Linked DNA regions of Zea mays: region 1 is linked to region 2. The links are chromatin contacts, called in public Hi-C maps. All regions are on one chromosome and are shown on one strand. Each heading gives the region's core, a stretch centred on a gene start, on an enhancer-like site or on the middle of the called end of the contact. The rest is flanking DNA. Distances are from core to core; before and after follow the strand shown.

The links. A called contact is a pair of places that touch in the nucleus more often than the background predicts.
Region 1: a contact with region 2 is called in a Hi-C map of tassel, with 3 times the contacts expected there. The contact joins the promoter of LOC100382609 here to the promoter of LOC103647119 in region 2. A contact is called at or near these places in 2 of 25 Hi-C or Micro-C datasets (ear and tassel).

Annotation. Positions count from the first base shown.
Region 1 is chr2:152,842,972-152,847,668 of Zm-B73-REFERENCE-NAM-5.0, reverse strand. It overlaps LOC100382609, which reads left to right and starts at 3,190. Exons shown (of 3, transcript NM_001294309.1): 1 at 3,190-3,380; 2 at 3,493-3,540. The coding sequence starts at 3,288. It overlaps LOC103648992 (calcium-dependent protein kinase 25), which reads right to left and starts at 496. Exons shown (of 7, transcript XM_008673351.3): 1 at 1-496. The coding sequence starts at 384.
Region 2 is chr2:152,064,122-152,068,943 of Zm-B73-REFERENCE-NAM-5.0, reverse strand. It overlaps LOC103647119 (heterogeneous nuclear ribonucleoprotein Q), which reads left to right and starts at 2,159. Exons shown (of 9, transcript XM_008671678.3): 1 at 2,159-2,580.

The DNA.
Region 1 (4,697 bases), core at 1,941-4,440, 780 kb before region 2:
CTTCGCGATCGTCTTGCACGCCAGCTTCTCGCCGCTCGTCCGGTGCGTGCACAGGTGCGTCACGCCGAACTGCCCGCGCCCGAGCTCCTTGCCCATCGAGTAGGTCGCGCGCACGTCCTCCATGGGCCGGCCCAGCACCGTGCCCACGGCCGCCGCCGGTTTGCTGCCGGAGCTGGCCCTGGCGCCGCCGGTGGGTGAGGCCGGCTTCGTCGTGCCGCCGCCACCACCACCGGCAGCAGCAGCGGCAGCAGCCACCGCGGACGAGGACGACGCCCGTTGTCCGTCGGCGTTGTTCGCGGACGCGCCGCGGCTTGGCGCCTGCGCCTTTGGCGCCGCCTCGGTGGCGCCGGCCTCTCCGGCGCCCTTGGAGCAGCACTGGCCCATGGCTGCGGCGGGGAACGAGTGCGGCCGCCTGCTCCCACGGAGGGCAGCCAGCCACGGACATGAACGGCGAGAGATGGAGGGGCGTATCGGGAGGAAAAAAAAAAGGTTTCTAGATTTTGAAGGGTAGGGAGGGAATGGCGGGAAAGAAGAGGGCGGCAGGGTGTCTCGTGACAGATATATATAGGCTGCTTGCTGTTTCTGGCAAAACTGATCAACAGCACTTCCAGATTGAAGTTGTGTCAGCAGGCACAACTTCAAGTATTTGCAAAGGTCAGGGCTACAAGTCAAACAGAAGTTTCTGCAAATTTTTACAAGATGCTGCGATTATTGTCGTTGGAAGACTGAATTCTGATTCTGAATCTGTACTGATGGTACTCCTCTCCCTGATTTACAAGAGAAGAAATACCATTTCTCTGCATTACATTTGATGCGTTTTCCCTGAACTTCATGATGAGGACCTAAAACGACCACTTCCATGATTGTCGCGTGGCTGTATTAAGGCTTGTGTTTTGCAGACAAAATTGCATAAGGACCATCCGTATGGAAACATCATGTGGGTGTATGGCCGACGCGTGGCTCATGACCCACGAGACATGGCTTGTTGTTGGATCGCTGCATAATTTACTATAGTTTGCCTAACTTTTTATGTTTAATATTAGTTTTTTAATTTGGTCTAGCCTTGAACAAGTTGTAGCGCAATTAGCTAATAACCAAATCTAAGAAGACACCATGGTCCATGTGTCAGTTGCAAAGTCCGCACAGGTATCCTGGTAGAGATGGTATACATCGATTTCCCCCCTATATTCTGGCATCTAATATCATTGGGATATACCACCACATCTTGAGGATTCACCCACTTTTTCCTTATAAGTCTTTTACTTACCATACGCATCTTTCACATGTGCCTAATTGTGTGCTTTTAACTTTCCTAAATTTGCTTAGACTAGAGATATGATTAACCATAGGTTGTAAAATTCTTTCTGAATTAGTCTAAGTAGAGACTAGATAAACCTAAATAAGAAGAGCCCTATTTAAGTTTAGCTACCCAATTTACACCTCCCACTCTTGGGTTGGGCACTCAAATTCCTACACTGTTCATACATGTATAAAATTAAATACTGTTGAGAATTGTTGTGACTAGGCCTTTGAGATACCCTAGAGGTCCAAGGCCCTATATATAGTATCTCCCGTAGTGGGGAAGATATATAGATCGCTGACAAGCATTTAGCAAGGAGAAGTCCTAAGACTAATAATAAGAGGACTTTAACCATTTACTCGCTTAGGGTCTCAAAATTGAAGTCGTGTTTGTGAGGTGCTCACAGGGTTCTATTGACCATATATAGCTAGTTGAATCTAGCTATATTGCATCCAAGCATCATTCATTGTATAGGCATATTTTGAAGGTGGTGAACTCTATTTCTTAAAATGTGATAAAAGCTAAGAATGTGCCAACCCAAGCGATTGGAGAGGTGTTACTAAGCTTCTCAACAACTTGAAGAAGATATATCAACTTTCTACCTCTCTTGTTCCTCCTTGAAAGTTCCACGTCCTCCTTGCTCATATCTGCTAGGTAGAGAAATCTTCTTCTCAATCCCCAACTATTGTGGTATTCTCTAGGTTGATCTCTATAGTGTTTTAGTGGTTGAGCTCCTCGTCCACTTCTTCCTTATCGTCACCTCGTCGGCTCCTGCTTGTTCATGGTTCCTAGAGAGATAGAGGTGAAGACCTAGAGTGTGTGTGTGAGTGAAGAGAGTGATTGGGTGTTTTATTGTTCTCTTGGTGAATGACATTGCCCTAAAATGAGAACATGTGCTAACAGGTAGGACTAAAAGGGCTACTGTGAAGATAGTTCAACCCTGTGCATGAAGTGCTCTAAAATCTTGGTTCAGTTTGGTTCGGTTTTTAGGTAAAAAAATTTAGTCCTATATAATATATATGGACTTAAATAGGACTAATCAAGGCCGTACCCGAGATTCGGAGGGCACTGTGCCAAACAAAACTTTAGGCCAGAAAAATTACTAAAACTTTATTATAATCGTATTTTGGAAAAAAAGTACATGTGGTTCTTATCGATATCCAACTCATCTTCTATAAAAAGCATCAATCGCCTGGCAGTCTGGCAGGATGGCAGTGACGTAGTCACGTAGAACAGTAGAAGCCTAGAATGTAAAGCAACGTCTGGCTTAACGATAACAACACACAATCACATGTTCGCCAAGAATTCGGAACGTCAACACAAGATGGAAATCAATGGGGGATTGGGGGTGTTTGGTTTGAGTAATTACTCCGTTCAAATTGATGTGGTGCACCATGATTTCATTCTTTAAATTTGGTGGGATGACACTATTCGTCATATTAGTACTAACTAACTATGATGAATGAGGTGAACAAAAATAGTGAGTGAGAAGATAATGAACTAGATCATTTCTCAAACCAAACACCCCAACATACCTAATGAGCTGCTTCTTTCTATCTGAACTTGCTCGAAATTTGGGGCTTCATGATTTTGGACCCTGTTCGGTAGCCCAATTGCACATGCACATGCTAATATACAACCTTGGGACTAATTAAAAATTTTCTAAATGGATTCAAACTCGAATATGGCCAAAAAAATATCCATACCATTTGTATTTCTAGTCACCGTTCAAAATTTAAGTACACATTATATAAATTCATTATCTAAAATAAATAAATAAATATATTTTGTTATAAAAATATTAAAAAGAACTGGATGGGCCACTGCCCACTGGGTTCGGACCAAAAGAAAGGGATCAAAATTATTAAATCAACAAGAAGGTGGGAACTATAAAAAGAAGACGTCTCCGAATCCGTCTCCGCCTTTCCTGTCTCCTCTCGCTCGCTCTCCCCGTCTCCCGCACGCCCACCCGCCGCCGCCGTTCGCCATGGGCCTCCTCGACTCGCTGTACCGCGTGGTGATGCGCCGCAACGCCGTCTACGTTACCTTCGTCGTCGCCGGTGCCTTTGCGGGCGAGCGGGTGCGCCATCCCTCCCTCCCCCGAGGCCCCGACCCCCAGATCCCAGACCTGCCATTCCCTCTCCCTCAAGGGTTCTCTCTTTGATTCCTATTCGGTTGTCTGCCGTTTGCAGGTTGTAGACTACGGAGTTCACAAGATCTGGGAGATGAACAACCTCGGGGTAACATTTCTCCCCCAGCTTCCGTTTCGCGTTATTGTTCTGTTATTATCAGTTCGTTGCCATTGTCATCGGCCAATTAGTGAAAGAAATTTAGGCAGTTCTGAGTGATGAAACATCTGTTTATTTGATTTGTTCTGGATTAAGGTCGCTTGTGAGAGAATGCCAATTGTTATCTGTGTGCAATTAGGTCGCGTGTTTATAGTTGCCTGATCGCATTTTGTCCTTGTCCCTTCTGGATTGCGGTCCTGTCACCCACCCTGAGGAAGAATACACCTGGTTGTGGTCTCCATTTTTCTCAGCTACTACTGTTCCTATGCCACAGTTTTTTAGATGTGATGATGCGGCATTGCTTGCCTTTTATATATATGGGCTTGTCTATGCAGATGAGTGACTATTTTGTTAGTACATGGCGATACTTTGAAAATATTGTTCTCATTTTTCATCTCTTCCAGATTTATCATGACATGCTTTCCCTTGATAACCACATGCATGTAATCATATTTATTTGGTTCGCAGCAGTCAAATACTCTGTCTATAGGTTGTTTTATTTTTAGTGAAGCAGAGTGTCACATTTGGTACAGCAAATTAAGCATCTACAAGATGTGTTCTTTTTTTTTGCCATTAGTTATTTAGGTCTGAACTGAATCAATCTTATGAAACTAGCACTGTTACGACCACTTCCATTTATGTCTCAATGTGTGTAGGAGCACCTGCTTACCATTACCTTTTAATGAGCAAGGGAAACAATAGAGCATTGAGATTAGCCAGAAATGTACATATTGTGTTTTTGTTGTTCTTGATTTCTCGTTTCTGTAGATATTTATTCCTGATGTAATATATGCAGAACGTGATGTAATAGTTTTCTGACAAATAACTGGAGTTACTTATTGCCTCACACTCAGTAGAAAATAATTCAACACTATCAGGCAATCTGTGTTACTGTTATATTTTACAATGGATGCCCATTTCAAAGCATTCCATGACGATTGCATTTTCCACATCACAAGGCAGATAGACAACAATCATGATGTTTGATGAATTGATGCCGATGTAGAGGAGTTATGTGGCTGCACAAATTAATGAACAATGCAAAAATTATTGCCAGGCTTGGACGAATATGCAGTTACATTATTAATTAATTGTAATGTGCAGAAGGA
Region 2 (4,822 bases), core at 910-3,409:
ATGATTTGTAATGTCTGCAAGACGGGTGAAACGTTCCTGGAAAGGTAAGAAAGAAGATACCGAACTTGTCAAGTAGTTCAGGGGCACCTACAGGGTTGTCTGAAGTCCGTTGGACAAGGACACTGTAGGTGGGCCTAATTACTTGGGAGGTTCCGTCACACTTTGGAACAAAGAAAAGGAAAAGTAAAGGATTTTTGAAGGAAATCCTATAAAATTCCTATGGAATAACATATTGTAGTGAGATTTTGTAGGGTTTCTAACATGAAGTCTAACCTTCTAGAAAATTTCCTATAGGATTGCAAATGCCATGCAACTCTATCCCTCTATTTTTCCTATCCCTGCATTTTACCAATTCTACCTTCCAAATAGTATATTTTGGACTCGTGTGTAACACTGTTAGCAGAGAAACAATTATCTGATGGTTGTCTATTGTCTATATCATTTGTGGCAAGGCCCCTGCCCATATCTTTGTGTTATATACTTATACTCAAGTATAAATAGAAATCAGTTTTTGTATTATATACTCTTTACTCAAGTACAAATGAAAACAATAGTAATCCTATGGGCTTAAATCTCTACTACTTATTAAGGCTGCAATAGTAGTCTGCCATTCCGCGTTCTGGCATTCCCTGTTCTGTCCATTCCGTGTTCTGCCTTTCTGATTCCCTCATCCCCACGCACAGTCTATTCCCATGTTCTGCCACCATTCTATATCTATCATTCTCATTCCCCCTCTCCGCAAAGCCCATTCCCATTCCCTCGTATAGCCGACGCCTAGCTAAAATTTAAAAAAATACAGTATCACTGAGATTCTTGAATTATATTTTTGGATGGAGGGAGTAGTATTTAAAGAAGAGCCTTGCATGCAATTTCTTTTGTTTGAATAACGTTTTCAACTTAAATTCCTTTTTTTGCATGCGTGACATTTATTATTCATAATATTTTTTCCATGGATCTGACTTGTGAGTCATTTTTATAAACCAACGCCAAACATGAATCCATGTTTCTTACTTGAAAACCCCGAACAAACACCATTAGCAGGAGGCACTCGCGTTGGGGCCGCTCATCGACGACAAGAAGAAACTTGGCGACTGCCAGTTCGACCTCTAGAAACAGTCCTACGTGGCCGCATGTGGCGCTATGTACGACAAGCTCCGGCGCAGCCGCCACTTAGACGTGGTGCAGAGCGGTTGCTCCGCGCTGTCCATCGTCAAGCAGGGGGACCTCATGGTCGTCGCCAACGTCGGCGACTCTCGGGTTATTCTGGGCACCGCATTCGACGACGACGCCATCACGTCGTCCAGCTCATCGTCCACCTGAAGCCCAACCTGCCACGTAAGTCGCTACTGACTGGCCATGAATTCTTGTGCGCTAAGACGATGGTCGTTGCTGACGTTGTATGAGTGTCCTCGAACACGATGTATGTAGAGGAGTAGCGCATCCGGTGGTGCAACGGCCAGGGGTACTACCTTGCTGATGAGCCCGGGGTGCACTTCGTTTTACAACCCAGCCAAGAGTCACCAGTACTCGGTATGTCGCGCGCGTTCGACGACTACTATATCGAGGACTGTGGCGTCATCTTGGCGCCAGAGATGACGCAGAGGAGGACCGACAACAATGACCAGTTCATCATTCTCGCCACCGTTGGGGTAGCTTTTGTGCCGGCTTGTCTTTAATTCTCTTCGCAAACACACACTTGTCTTTTTGTTTAAGCAAAAGCGTATGGTTGTACGTGTCTGATGACTAACGATGTACGAGTGAATTTCTTCCGGTATGTGTGGAACGTGCTTTCTAATAATGAGACCATACAAATCGTGACATATATCGAAGTCTGCATGATACTGATGATTGCAATGTAGTGGTGAAACAGATAGATTATAAATAACAAAATTTATGTATGGTCAGAATAAAAAATTGAGTATGAAACATTTTCTTATAACGATATAATACACATTATATATATAAGTTATCGTAGTATACTGGTGTTATATATTTCCGTTGCAAGGCACGTCTAGTTAAATTTGAACGCTCGAAGTGCTGCCCACGCCAGACAGCTTTCTCGAGGTCTAAACCAAACAACAAAACACCCGATGGACTAGGACTATCCTAGATTTGGCCCACTGTTTTCTCTTAAGGCCCACAAGAAGCTGGCTCCAACTAGGCCCCAATAGTCATGTGCGGTCGTCGCGTTGCGTGCCTCTCTCCACTCAGCGGTCGCGCCTGGGGTCTCCGGCTCTCCGCTCGCCACGCCCACGCCCACGCCCACGCCCACGCCCACGCCCACTACCCACGCCGCCGACGGTTCCGCCCCTGCGTACTCTAGGTATCCCGTGTCCAACGGTCCACCCCCACCGCAACCGCCGTCCGTCCGTCCGCCCGCCGCCGCACCCTGCTAGGGTTTCGGCCAGGCCGGATCCGCCGCCGCCTGTAGATTCTCCTATCCGACCGCGGCGCCTCGAGCCGCACCGGCAACCTCGGACCTGAATACCTGATACACTGCACTTCTTCAGTCCGCAGGACCACAGCACGCACAATTGTTCTTCAATCTGCAGGACTGCAGCCGCGCACAAGCCGTAGCTGGTGAGTTCCAATTAGACCGCTCTGGATTCTCTCTCAATTCTTAAATTCTTCTAAATATCTGCTAGACAGCCTAGATTGCTACACATATTGATACTCAGCTACGGTGCCATACTTCCATGATCAGATACATCATTTAATACTTCAATTGAGATCCTTACAATGTCATTTTATGCTATTGTTTGTTGAGAGTTGAGGTATGCAGAATCAATAGTGGAAACATACCGTGTCAATTGAGATCCTTACAATGTCATTTTATGCTACTGTTGGTTGTGAGGTGAGGTATGCAGAAACAATAGTGGAAAAATATCGTGCTTCTGATCAATATAAATATCAAATGCTTTAATACCGAATCTTGAATTTCGATTATTCCAAATTGCAAAATATTGTACTTGTATACTCAATTGTGAATATGGAATTATACTGGGCCGCATATGGTAGAATTGGGTAGGACTACCCTACATTAAAGAGGACATATCTGGTGCACATGAAAGTTTAGTGCACATATTAAATCATCACTATTCATCTTAGATCTAACGTCTCTGATTGATCATTGCAATTTACAAATAACACCTTCCACCACTACACCCTACCACGTCGAAGGGTGTCCTTAGCAAAATATACCAAACAACTAGAGACGTTAGATCTAAAATGAGTGGTGCTGATTGAATATGTGCACCATGTGCACCAAACTTTCATGTGCACCAGATATGTTGTCTACATTAAAATCCTAGTTGTGCGATCAAGTCCCTGGTCAAAGCTTCCATTTATTCTTCCTTTACCCTAGATTGTAGATTCGCTCACAAAAAAAAAGATTCAAATCCTGGTTGTGGCATCAGGCCCCCGGTAAAAGCTTCCAATACTCTTCCTTCCTGTCTTTATTCTTGCATGACCATGCTGTGTTGGAGCAGGAGCAGTTAGGGCTGGCAGTGGCTCTTTAGCATTTACTAGATTCACTGTTTTAAAGGCGACGCCTAGGCGTCCAGGCACCTAGCGAAGAACCAGCAAGAGGGAGGGGAAGGGGCGGCGTTGAATCAGAGCGACAACGGCGAATCAAATCGGGGGCAGCGGCGGCTCCATTGCGAGTGATGGCAGCTGAATCGCCGGGGCAAGGAGGGTAACAGGGGGATATATCGACTGGCTGGTGGGCTGGGCCTGCTACCCCTTCCCTTCTTTATTTTCTTTTCTTTTTCTTTTTCTTCCTCTCCGTGCTGCTGTCTCGCTGGTTCTTAGATAGATAAGGCGCCACCTTGCTTGCCTTAGGCGTCGCCTAGGTGTCCAGGCCATGGTTTTAAAGTCGTCCGACTAATCGCGATTAGTCGGACTTATCGCTGCTGTAAGGGCGATTAGGGCTACCGACGCGATTAGGGCGACTAGAAACCTAGTCGTCCGACTAATCGCGATTAGTCGGCGATTAGTCGTCCGATTAGGGTTGTGTCCGACTAGGTTCTCTGTTTTGGGCTCCAGCAGATGAAGCAGGTATCTGCTCTTTTCCATTTGGGCCGGCCCATCATGGGAGCTGAAACTGAGCGTCGCTGCCCTTAGCCCCTTATACAGTCTTTTGCCCTAGCTGGAGCTGAGCGCCGCCGCCTTCATTTGGTTGCTGGACTGCTCTGAGCGCCGCCACCCTCATCTGCTTGCTGGAGCTGGACTGCCGAGCGCCGCCGCCCTCATCTGCTTGTTGGAGCTGGACTGCTGACTGCTGAGCGCTGCCGCCCTCATCTACTGCCGGCCCGTCGCCCTCATCTCTGCTTCGACCTGTGACCTGTCCCTGCTCCAGCGTGCAGCTGTCCCTGCTCCAGCATCCAGGGTGCGGCAATCTCTGCTCCAGGCTTCCTTCTGCTCTGTTCAGAGTTCAGACCATCCTCCACTCCCTCCTGCTCTGTTCAGACCTCAAAGGCTCAAACAGAGATGAGCACTTCTGGTAATCCCTCCTCTAGTCTTCTGTCCTTTTGCAATCTAGTATACTGTTATATATATGGTCCTGTTATAGATGGACGACTATAGGACGACTAGGCTCGACTAATCGAGCTAATCGACGACTAATCGCGATTAGTCACCTTATCGGTGCTTAGGCAACTAGAGTCGACTAGCCGACTTTAAAACCTTGGTCCAGGCGGTGATCTAACGCCTTGTCTCGCCTTACCGCTTTAAGAACCGTGACTAGATTACTCGACTGTGAAACCCTAAAGTGGATTGATTCACTTTTCCCCCGTCGACCACAAACTTGTCCTGCCAAAACCAC